3 separate regions of the Mus musculus genome follow, and regions 1 and 3 are each linked to region 2. A link is a contact called in public Micro-C and promoter capture Hi-C data. All regions are on one chromosome and are shown on one strand. The core of a region is the stretch at or near the end of the contact, and the rest is flanking DNA. Distances in the headings are between cores, read along the strand shown.

Region 1 (3,823 bases), core at 609-3,108, 2.3 Mb after region 2:
TGGGAGAAAATCTCATGTTAAGTAGTTGGGAATTAGACTCCATCTTGAGTAACTACGTGAGTTATTTGAAATTCTACAAGAGATTTCCTTTATTGATTTAACCAGTTATTCTTAGCAACGTGAACACACAAATACATTTTAGACATTGAGTTATAACCAGCTAAGTTGACTGTTCGGTTTGCCCCAGCGTTGGCCACAGGGAGATCTTTAGTTGGCTCCTGAGTCACCTTTGAGATTAGCCCCAGAATGTGGGGGGTTTGTTTTGTTTTTGAGCACATTCTTACACCCTTTCATTTGTAAATAACCCAAATCCCCCTAGCAGTTGACTTTAGGAAAACCAACAATACTCTCTCTCACACAGATAATCAGAAAAGGGGAACCGAGTCTCTCCAGCAGGGGGTGAGGGCAGCATCTGGGGCCAGCAGATTGAATGAGACACCTGCCGGCCCTCCTGCAGTTTAAAATCACACAAATAGTCATTGGTCAATTTTGGATTTAAACACAAATCTGTGAGGCTCAGATCTGTTGTTTGTCCTACCTCAAGCTGCACACAATAGAGAGCCTTGGAGGGTAAAACCCTCCACAGAGCAATGCAGCTTAACTCAAAGGCTGGCAAGGGAGCTGCTCTCCAAAAGATGCTAACTTCTTTAAACTACTTTAATCCCAAAGGCGATGAGCTATTTTTGGTAGTCAGTTTCTGATTTCTCAATAAAGGTCACAATCACAAACATAAACGTTGAAGGTGGCACAACTTTCATCCTTTCCTAGTGCATCTTTTTAGATTTCACCTTCCCAATTCCCCCAATATGTACTTTGTATTTTGCTATGCAATCCCTATTTATGTAACAGACATACTCTACCATATTGTTACTTTAGCTGCTGGGCTAACTCACATGAAACCAATCTAAAAGCTTAGGTACTCCAAAGCCTTCAAGCAAGTCCTGGGGTCCCTGTCCTGCTCTGCAGTGTGGATGCCTTACCATGGACCTCTGGACTATCTAGTGTCAGGGACACTGCAACCCCGCCCTTCCTCGATTTATTGTTATTACCACAGTAAAGCACTTGTGTTTCTGGATGGATGTTCGGGTTGGGGGGAGGGGTAGGGGACAAAGCCAAGCAGGTAGATGCACTCATATAGTGAGGGCATTCCTTTCTTTATAAAATTACTTTGGGGGAAACAGTATTTGTGTAGTGAAATCAATGTAGTTGGTAAAGACAACGAAGGAAAAGAAGATGAAGATACCAGTTGCCTCTGTGGTGCTAGTGTGTTGCTTTCTGAAGCCTCTTCTAGGCATCCCTGTCTGAACGTGAAAAAATAATTTGCACCTTTGCTCCGCTGGCTAAATAGTAAAAGAAGCTGGAGGAAAAGAGACTAAGAAAATACTTTTTTTTTTTTTCCTTTTAAAGTCCACACTGAACTTCCACAGTTTATGCTAGGATGCTTTAGTTTTTAGGGAAATCGAGTCACGGGATTATTTGGTGAAGTTTACGAGGAGGGAAGGAGCCATTTCTCTGGAATGGGGGCATATAGCTTTAAGTCAGTGTGCCATTCTGTTTGAGATACATCTCATTACTCGCCAAAGTCAGTACTGGGAAGGTCTAAATGTCGACGTGGTCCCACATCGTCGTTGTGTATCATGTTTTCCCTCTTGATTTTTATTTGTGCAGCTTTAGAGAAACATCAACAGAGCCCGCACAATGTCAGAGCACTTTGGCTGATTAAACCATCCTCCGTAGTGGATGGTTGTGAAGAGGAGGGACCAAGGACCCCCCATCATTGGACCGCGTCAGGAGGACGTGGCTCCAGCCCGAGGAACGGCAAAGAAGGATATATAGCTGCGCACTTCTCAGAGAAACTTAAAACACCAAGTGCTCCTTGCCAAAGGGTGTTAGAAAGAAAAAGCAGAAAAGAACAAGGAAGCCTAACCTAGGAGCGCTCCAGTTTCCCAGCAGACTCATCCTTGCTAACTCACCCATCCCAAACCAGGTGAGCTGCCCCCACGTCCGTCCCCTCCTCTCCCTCTTCCCTCCTATCCTCCATGAACTCAGCAAGAGCTGGGCACCTTCGTTCCACTCCACCGCCCAGTCCTCTAAGTTCCGACCAGGATGAGGTGGAGATCGACGTGCTGGCAGAGGAGGAAGATGGAGATCAGACGGAAGAAGAGGATGACGAGGAGGAGAGCCATAAGTGCCTGGAGCGATCCCTGCAGAGGCCCGGAGCCCGCACTCTTGCAGGGAGGAGCGCGGGGGACTGCGGCGATCTGAGTAACTCCTCCGGGTTCCTCCGCAAGTTCCGAGCACCACGGACCCCGGCGACCACCACAGCCGACGGCCCGCAGCCCGCCAAACCCCCGTACTCCTACATCGCGCTCATCACCATGGCCATCCTGCAGAGCCCGCACAAGCGCCTGACGCTCAGCGGTATCTGCGCCTTCATCAGCGGCCGCTTCCCCTATTACCGCCGTAAGTTCCCCGCCTGGCAGAACAGCATCCGCCACAACCTGTCGCTCAACGACTGCTTCGTCAAGATCCCTCGCGAGCCGGGCCACCCGGGCAAGGGCAACTATTGGAGCCTGGACCCCGCCTCCCAGGACATGTTCGACAACGGCAGCTTCCTCCGGCGCAGGAAGCGCTTCAAGCGCCACCACCCGCCCTCGGGAGGCCACCCGCACTGCCCTTTCCCTCCACCCGCTGTGCCCGCCACCCTGCACGTCTCCCAGCCCAGCCTCCTGCTCCGCTACTCTGCCCCACCACAGCCTAACCTCGCAGCTCATCCCGCTGCCCCGCCTCGGAGTCACCCGTGCGCCCCGCTGCATCCGCATCCCATGCGCTACCTGCTGCTCGCGGCCCCGGCCTATGGCGACAACCCTAGAAAAGCGGAAGGCGCGGACCCCGCCACCCCCTTAGCCATTCCCGCGCTGCAGCCCGTACTGGGTTCCCAGCCTTGGGAGAGAGACCAGAGCTCTGGAACTCGGTCCGGACGCGGGTGCGCTTCGTTCACCATCGAGAGCATCATGCAGGGGGTTACAGGAGGAGGAACTGGGTCTGCGCAGAGTCCGTCCTTTGCTCCGTGGAGCTACTGCCACCTGCTGCAACATCCACCGTGCCTGCTGCACCCCCAGGCCGCTTCCCCTTTGTTTCACATGTCCGCAGGTTCCCGGACAATATTGCCTCAGCAGCCGCAACCGCCGCTGCCGCTGCAGCAAGAACAGCATCACTGTGCCATTAGCTGCGCTCCCGGTAAAGGCGTGCGGTTAGGCCAGCACCTGTCCGCCGTTGCGGCGCTGCTGAGGCAACAGCCTGCAGCTGACGACGGTAGGCTGACAACCCTGGCCGCTCTTTCGGGCCGAGAGGGGACCTTGCCCGAATTTTAAGCAGCACCCAGGCCCAGCCTCCAGGCTGGGTCGCCTTGGCACACCTGGAGCCAAGTGGCAAAATGGAACCACTTTCTAGGTTTGCACCACCCGCCTGCTAGGCTTGTGCGTAGAAAGCCAGCAGCGGAGTGCGCACTAAGTCCTTCCAAATTGTTACAAATGTGTTCTGCTCGCTTGACAACACAAAAGTGGGAAAATCCTGGATCTACAAGTCTTGCTTGGTCTTGTCCGCTTCGGTTGTGGCTTCCACGGTTTTCCCGACTTACATACTTCCCGAGGACCTATGACTATGAAAGTGAGTGAGGTGTTTTGCTGTTAATAAAAACAAAACAGTCTGCAATACAAAACATCACCATCCACATTGCTTAGGAACTGCCAGTGTTCCCAGTGGCGACTGCGACTGCGAATGCGTACATGCTCCGAAACCCGTAGGTAATACAAATAGGGTA
Region 2 (4,354 bases), core at 739-3,238:
GGAGACTTAAACACCCCAGCATAGCTCGACAGACAGCTTGACCACACACTTGAAAGTTCGCTCTCACTCCAGGACACACGTGACCGCACGCAGGCGGGCCTTCTAAGCTACCCGGCGACAGGAGATGTGGATTGTGGACTATTTAGAGCTGGGACAGCGTTCTGCCCTAATTACCTAGAGCTGGTTGGCAAGCAAGCACTTTGGTGTCACCTCTTAAGACCTCTAAGACCTCTTCAGTGGCCCGCCAAGGATCAGACGCGGACCTTGTTAGGAAGGCATCTTATCACCTGCTCTGGAAAGTTGTGTGACCCAAGATGGGGTGCTGGAAACACACAGGGCTCCAAAGCCAGTGTGCCGACCCCCTGGGACTCGACAGTAGTCACCCCGCCCTCCCCAAGCTCCAGTCACACGCTCCAGCTCCACACCTTCGGGCCGTATTGTGCAGAATAAAGGCTAATTACAGTCACTACACTGGGACTCAGTTTCTCTGGGGGAAAGTGTTGCCCAGAATGAGGCTCGGCAAAGTAACCTGATTAAGTCTTGATCCCACTCCCCTCCCCCGTTCAGTTATCTCAGAGACCCCAGAGGTTTTTAAAAGCCGCAGTAGCTGCGGAATCCCCGGGGATGGGAGAAAGAAAAGCACTCGGAGGACAGTCCAGTTGAAAGCCACTCTTGGAGCCCGAGAGACGGCCCGGCGCCTGGGGAGTCTCAGTCCCGGGCGCAGGCTGCGTACTTGTCATGGCTCGGCCTCCAGGCTGCCGCCCACCGAACGTGCGCTTGCTCACGGCAGCGCGAGGACTCCCGGCTCGGCCGGCACCTGGCGCCCGGTGTCCTCGGAGACGCCCACCTTCACCCACTGTGCGCTCTCAACCCTGCTTAAGTCTGAGGGGCGCACTCGGGCTTCCAGGCCCCGTGCTCTGCCACGGTCCTAACAGCCCGCCTGGCAGAGGAGGCAGAACCATTGTTCAGTGGCTCCAAAGCCCACATCCCCTAGCCCTTGTCAATGGGGGGTGAAAACCATGTAAAACAGAGGTTCTGGGAAGAAGGGGGACACAGAAGAATGACAACAAGTTCAAGGGACGCTTTAGGACACCCTAAACCCCACCGTCCCCCGGGCCTGGCTCCCAGTAACCTCGGCTCTGACAGCTCAGAGGCGCCACCCGGGTGGGGAGGGGAGGCAGGAGAGGAGCGTGGAGAGGCGCCTGCTAGGAGGGGATGGGCAAGAGGAGCCCCGGGGTCCCCCAGAACGCGGCGATCGCGGACGCCTCGGCTTGTTTCGGGCCGAGTGCGGAGGGGCGCGTCCCCACTCACCGCTTGCAGTGGCGCCGCTGTCCCGGGGCGCCCAGCACAGCGCGAGCAGCAGCCACAGCGCCCAGCGCGCGGACGTGCCCATGCTGCCCGCCCGGATGGTGCCTCCGTCGCGCCGTCGTTGTCGCCGTTCGCTCCGCACAACAAGTTACCAGCCCTTCGGAGAGGAAGAAGGAGGTGGGGGCGGGGAGGGAGGAGACGAGGAGGAGGGGGAAGGAGTGAAGAGCCGGGAGCACGGAGAGCACGCAAGGAGCGGGCACCCTTTCCCTGCAACTTGCACACTCTACTCCCCGCCAGCCACCCACCCAACCACCCACCCGGTCACCTCCCCCGCCGCGGCCGCGGTGTGCGCGCGGACCCTGCGGGCGGAAAATAATGCAGGCGTTGCAGAGAAGGGGAGGGAGAGGGGAGGGAACGGCGCGGGAGGAGGGGGCGGGGAGCCCGTTCGCCACCGAGGACAGCTCAAGTGAGCGGTTTGGGGGCAACCACCCGGGCGGCCGCAGGAGCGCGGCCGAGCGGCGCGGGGACCCCAGCGGGGGAGCTCAGCCCAGCAGCTCAGGCACGCACCGCTCTCCCGCGCGCAGTGAGGAGGGTGCGGGGGCAAGTGGCAGCGTGCGTGCGTGAGTGGCTGGGGCTGGGGCTGTCGCCGCCGCCATCCGGATGGCTCCAGGGGCTCGACTGCTCCGCGCGTTGGCCCGGGGCTCACGGGGGACCCGGGGCGGCCGCTGGTTGGCTCGCGCACCGTCCTCACCTCCAATCCCGGGTGCCTGTCCTAATTTCCTGATCCAGGGAACCTGCGGCCGCAGCAGCTGTGCGCTCCCTAGCTCCCTACAGTTGCTACTGTACCCTCCTGGCGCCTTGGCTAGGAGCGCTGATGCAACTATTGCTGCTCTTGCCACCGCCTCCAGGCTTGATGGGGCTGGCAGTTGAGGGGTCTGGGGGGCAGCAAGGAACCCTTTTCCTCCCTCTCCTGAGCCCCTAGGAAGGGCTGATGTAGTGAGGTCGGTAGGTAGCATCTTCCGGGGGACTCTTCTTTCCAACCTGAAAGTGATGAAGAGGAGGGGTGCGAAAGCTCCGCTGTTCTGCTGTGGGGTTCGGAGTCCCATCTCAATGGCAAGCTGAGATGCCATTTTGTTAAAAATTAAATGTGGCTTTAAGTAAGAGTGTGTGAAAGAGAAAGAGAGAAAGAACAAGAGCGCTCCCGCGGTTGTGGCTTGTCCTCTGTAATAGAACAAGACTAAAATAACCGAGTCTGGGATGGGGAGGAGGGAAATTGCCAGCGCAGCTCTGCATTCTCTCATCAACGATTAGAGTTAATTGCTAATTGCACAAAATGATAGTTTGAGGGCCTGTAATTAAAAGCTTAACCTTTTTCTGGTTGGAGGAAGGGGACCCCGGTAGATTTATTCTTGGTATAGTTTGTAACGTTCAATTATAAGCATTGTGGAGGGAAAGAAGTCAACCCTCCCAGAGAGGATAGATTGGAGGGAGGTGGGTGCCAGACAGGACCTAAGTTTATGGTTTGTTCTTAGTGTACTTCAGTTTTCTTGAACACATCGCCTTGGTTGAGATGCTTTCTGTGGTATACCACAGATTTTTCCAAATTATTTCACCTGTTAATATGTGTGTATGTGCTTCTGTTTTATAAGTTGCTGTACCTCGAATGAATCAAAGTTGACAGATTTCAGATTCCATGTCCTAGCTTCCTTCTGGCATTGTAATGTCACCTTGGTTCTCTTGAGCAGTTCTCTGGGGACAGTCTACTAGGAGAGATGTTCTCATGTACCCAGGAGACCCTGGGGGTAATTCTCAGCCAGGGTACATTTTGATCGGTGTAATTTAGCCTCATTGTGATGGATAATCTCACATGCAGATGGGGTCTTTCAAAGCTGCTCACTGTGGATGCTGTTGTGTATAATCAGAGGGTAGGAGATGGGCGGAAACTGCATGGTGAACACGTGATCACAGCCAGTACCAGTCCACAGACCAAGTTTGAGGGGGATGGTCTAACTTTCGTATCCCTGGGGCTTGAAAAGCTCATAGTCACTTTACACCTGATGAAATGGGTGGGGGACATAGGTGAAGTCAATAAATAGTCAATATGAACAGGCTCCATAGTTAACTGAGACGTCACAAGCTTGTTTTCAATGTTTTACTTGAGAGAGAAAGGTACACGACAAGGGAAACATTGATACGGCACATAAGACTTAACTTTGACAAACATGTATTATGCTTTCTAGCATAAATAAACTGTTGGTAAGCCAAGTTATGGCTCTACACTCAACCTGGTGGCTTTTTTGGTCTATCATTCGACTGCCTCTGCCTCTGTGTAACTTCAAAGGATAAAAACAAACCACTCCCTTTTCTGTGCCTGCCATCTGACCTGTAAACTGAAATCAGAAACAACCCACATGATACTCAAAATCATCTGTGGCCTCAAGAAGCAGGTCTCTTTCAGACCAACCTATTAGAGGCTGAAAGAAGTTCCAAAGGACGAATGCATATAATTAACATAGAGAGTAACTGATAACTAAGAGAATAAATTAATCTCGAGTAGATAACGTGGGCAAACGAACAGAGGCCTTCAGGTAACTATGTGAGTAGTGCTATTTACTTCCACAATCCACCGAGTGAACTAGTGTGTCCAAACAGCACACACACTGAGCAGTGCTGGGTTCTATGCTATGTAAGGCAACCGCCATGGGTCAATACTTAGCTGAGGAGGCCATGGGAGCTGGTCAAGGTAAGAGAGACATGTTGAAAATTACAGCACTGTTTTACATGCGGCACTGTGTTCCAAAGTTGTTTCAGATGCTGTAGAATACAGAGATGCGACTGTAGCTGTGGCTGAGGCTGTTACTCAGTGGTGGATTGCTTGCCTAGCATGCAAAGGTTGTCCATTCCATCTGAACCATCACAATGATGAATGAATGAATGAATGAATGAATGAATGAATAAGGATTACAGGGGAAACCCAGCTGACTTGGTCGCAGGATAAGGATGTAAGAAAAGGCTTCCCCGGGTGCTTGACTTGAGCTGATCTAGT
Region 3 (3,774 bases), core at 804-3,303, 2.1 Mb before region 2:
ATGCTGGCAACGCTGTGAGGAAACAAGAATGTGTGTTCCCTGCCGGTGAGAATACAGATACATGCTGCCCGCATGGCCGCTCCTGAAGAATCTAAAGAGAAGGAGCGCTGCAGAGCTTGGGAACTACAGGGGCTCTAAGTCAACCCGTCCCAGAGACACTCATACACATTTGTATTGCTGCACTGTTCACGGTAGCTAGGAAGTGGGGCCAGCGGAGACGTCCTTCACCATTGGTTGGGTGCTGATAATGCGCCGAGCTCCAGGGTTAAGAGCACTTGTTGCTCCTTCAGAGAACCTGAGTTTGGTTCCCAGCACCCATGTCAGGTAACCATTTGATCTGACACCCTCTTATGGCTTCAATAGGCACTACACATACCCATACATATATTTAAATATAAAAGCCAATTAAAAAAAAAGAAATGTGGTACATATGCACAATGAAATTTGAATACATTTATGAAGAAAAAACCCACAAAATTATGACCTTTGTAGGAAAATGGATACAAGTGTATATTATGTTAAATAAAGTACATTTGATTCAGAAAGACAAATATTTTATGACAATGTTCTGGAGTAAAATTAATAGTATGGGATTCTAGTAAATACATCTGAAATTAATTTTATAATATTAGAACTTATTCACTCAAAATTAGGCATGCAAATAATTTTTTTTCAGTTAAATAAATCCATTCAGCCATTATCCTGCTAATAATAGTGTGTAGCAGTTAAGAATGCATTCCCAGGCAGTGGGATGCTTTCGCGGGTTAAGGCACTTGCTGCCAAGCCTGACAATGTGACAACGATCTTGGGGTCCCATATGGTGCATGGAGAGAACTGGATCCAACTTATACACACACATCAGCAGTAAATAAACATCATAATAATAATAATAATATAATAATAATAATGGTGATGATAATTTATTGTAAAAAAGAATGTGCTCATATAAATAAATTAAGGCAATTTTTACCGGGAACCGGATACTAAATGATGCTTTTATGTACATGTAGAATCTAGACTTAAAACTATGTATTTGTGTGTTTATATATGTGTATGCTTAAATGTTTGTGTTTGTAGGTCATGAAACTACAAAAGGGATTCCGAGAGGGATGAGTGCTTAAAGAAGGTAGGAGGCAATCAATTAATAGAGGACATGTAATTAAAAAAAAGCAAAAAGGGGAATTACTAAAGGCAGGAACTGGGAGAGGGTGGTTAAGGGAGGCGAGTAAGAGAGAGTGAAGTACAGTGCGATAGATGTGAGAAGACACCGCGATGGAATGAGTAATTTTTAAAAAGGGTTTATTTATTTTATTTGATATGTATGAGTGTTTGCTTGCATGTCTGTATATGCACCACGAGTATGACTGGTACTGAACCGGAGTTACAGACTACCATGTGCTGCTTTGTTGGTACAGGGAAGCGACCCCGGATCCTCGGCAAGAGCAAGTTCTCCTAACTGCCAAGACATCTCTCTAGTTCCAGTACCAATTTTTTAAAGTTAAAAAATATAATCCATGAAGGAGATAAGTTTCTCCGAAGGGAAGAAATGGCTCCTGTAAACACTAGGCAAAAAGAAGATCACATTCCAGGTGTGGGGGGGATGCTGCATCTCAGAGTCCTAGGTTCTCATATTTCATGAGGCAGTTTCTTGGAGCGCACGACAAGGAAAATGAATGAATAAAGTCAGAGAAAGAAGACATTTTAAAACTTGCATTTCTGAGGCCAAAAGAGCCTGTTAATTTCAACTTTGACGACAAGGAAAATGAATGAATAAAGTTAGGAAAAGAAGACATTTTAAAACTTGCATTTCTGAGGCCAAAAGAGCCTGTTAATTTCAACTTTCTGCAAGCCGGAAGTCCATGTAAGCCTGGAACACCCCGCACCTAACCAAAGTGTTCTGGAGAAGATTGCCTGCGAGGGAGGGCAACCCGAGGGCGGTGCGGAGAGGGGCGTGGCTGGGGGCGTGGTGGGTGGCGAAGGCGGGGCGGGGCGGGGCGGGGCGGGGGCGGGGCGACGGCCGTTGCAGCGCGCCCGGCCCTGTGGCGGAGCCCAGGGATGAAGCAGCTGTGCTGTTCTTGTCTGTTGTGGCTTGGACTCCTACTGACTCCTTTCTCCAGGGAAGAGGAAGAGGAATCCAGACCCAGGAAGCTGTGCGGCAGGCACCTGCTGATAGAAGTTATAAAACTCTGTGGCCAAAGTGACTGGAGCCGGTTCGAGATGGAGGAGCAAAGTCCTATGACACAGTTCTTTCCCCACTACTCACGCAAGGGCAAAGCCTTCAACCCTCACCCTTCTTCCTCCGCCTGGAGAAGATTCACAAACCCAGGTAAAACTCTGAAGGGAAGGCTTGGTAGCTTATCAGTGTGCAAACTCCTCTTTTCTTATCCTTGACTTTGCTCTGCCAGTGAATTTCTGTAGGAAATAGAATTTGTACCTAGTGTACGTGTGAATACAGTTTTAAAAACCATACAGACTTATATGAAGTTCACTTTAGACTTAGAAGAAATAATTTGTTCAGAGTAGGCCTTATTAAAAAGATGGCCTTAGGTTTCATGTATACCCCAAATTCCGTGTGTTATAAGCTTAATCTCCAGGGCAGCGTTAGGAAGTGAAGTGAGGGAATTAAATTTTCTTGAAACGGAGTCAGGCCATTATCACAGAAGTGGATTGTCCTGAGTGAATCTGTTGCAAGATCACTTCATCCTCCTTTTCCGGCACCTCCGCTATGGGATGATGCTACAGGAAAAGTCCTTGGACCCTGGAGCATCTTCAAATCACGAGTCAAATAAATTCTTGCTCATTTGAAATTAACCACTGTCGGGGGCATTGTCAGAAGATAGATATAGGTGATGAGGAACTAGTCACATAGATAGGATGGGATGGGATTGGGGGCGTTTATTTAGAGGAAAAGTTTATTTAGGGGAAAGACACTGCTGTCTGAATTATACGGGGAAGAGCGAGGAGGTCAGGATGTGCTGAACAGGAGGGGAAAAGAAGCAACAGCGTAGGGCAGTAAGGTTCGTCCAGAAGGGCTGAGAGAGGGAGAGCAAAGCCAACGGAGCAATTCATGTGAAGTGAAAACTTAATAAAGGGCACAGGGAAGGACAAGGGCGGATGAGATGAGTCTCGGCATGGATAGCTCATCGATGCAGATAGGTAGATTGTAGTATGGGGACAGATGAAGCTTCTCTGTGGTTTGCAGCAGCACTGAAGGTGAACTAGCGTGCTGAATTGCATAGAGATCTCGTGGTCTTGACCTACCCTTGCCATTCTGATATTAGCCTTTCTCCTATGTTGTAAAATGTGTTTGTAGATTCCCTTAACTAATTTTATAGTTTTTTTCAAAGCAGTGTTTGTAAGTGAAGCAACTTATCAGAACTTTAAAAAAAAATCAATGTTCTTACTTGACTTGGAAATAAGGAATTAATGAGAGTCATAAAATGAAGTGGAACTGCTTGTAAACTACTTTCCTTTGCAACTAGGTGGAATTCACCCCTAAAACCATCTATGTGTGACTAGTTTTGCTTTCGATCTCTTTGTCATCGATGTGCGTAGCTTTCATATATCTGTGTCTGTCAAGATTTTCATAGGAATTCATTTCTGTTTGATTTCAAATGTTACAGAATTAATAACCATGTATTACCTAGACTATTTCCTCTTTTCTTACTGCATTTTGCTCCCTTTAATCTTTGCTTTTTTTGTTTAGTTATAACTCTGTCTTACTCACTGTAATAGCAGAAAAGGACGGGAAGCCACGCCCTCCAGCTTCAGGGG

Evidence for each region. Promoter capture Hi-C pulls out the DNA fragments that hold promoters and counts their contacts. Hi-C and Micro-C count contacts between places; a contact is called where the count stands out from the background.
Region 1: a contact with region 2 is called in a Micro-C map of embryonic stem cells, with 12 times the contacts expected there. A contact is called at or near these places in 1 of 39 promoter capture datasets (embryonic stem cells) and 2 of 484 Hi-C or Micro-C datasets (both in embryonic stem cells).
Region 3: a contact with region 2 is called in a promoter capture Hi-C map of embryonic stem cells, with 3 times the contacts expected there. A contact is called at or near these places in 1 of 39 promoter capture datasets (embryonic stem cells) and 1 of 130 datasets of targeted methods (astrocytes).

Annotation. Positions count from the first base shown.
Region 1 is chr19:24,899,051-24,902,873 of GRCm38.p6, reverse strand. It overlaps Foxd4 (forkhead box D4), which reads left to right and starts at 1,858. Exons shown (of 1, transcript NM_008022.3): 1 at 1,858-3,823. The coding sequence starts at 2,040. The coding sequence ends at 3,374.
Region 2 is chr19:27,214,654-27,219,007 of GRCm38.p6, reverse strand. Vldlr (very low density lipoprotein receptor) reads right to left here and starts at 1,988. Exons shown (of 18, transcript NM_001161420.1): 1 at 1,312-1,988. The coding sequence starts at 1,393. The region is part of intron 3 of Gm35438 (a long non-coding RNA gene); the gene reads left to right.
Region 3 is chr19:29,323,597-29,327,370 of GRCm38.p6, reverse strand. It overlaps Insl6 (insulin-like 6), which reads left to right and starts at 2,053. Exons shown (of 2, transcript NM_013754.1): 1 at 2,053-2,326. The coding sequence starts at 2,056.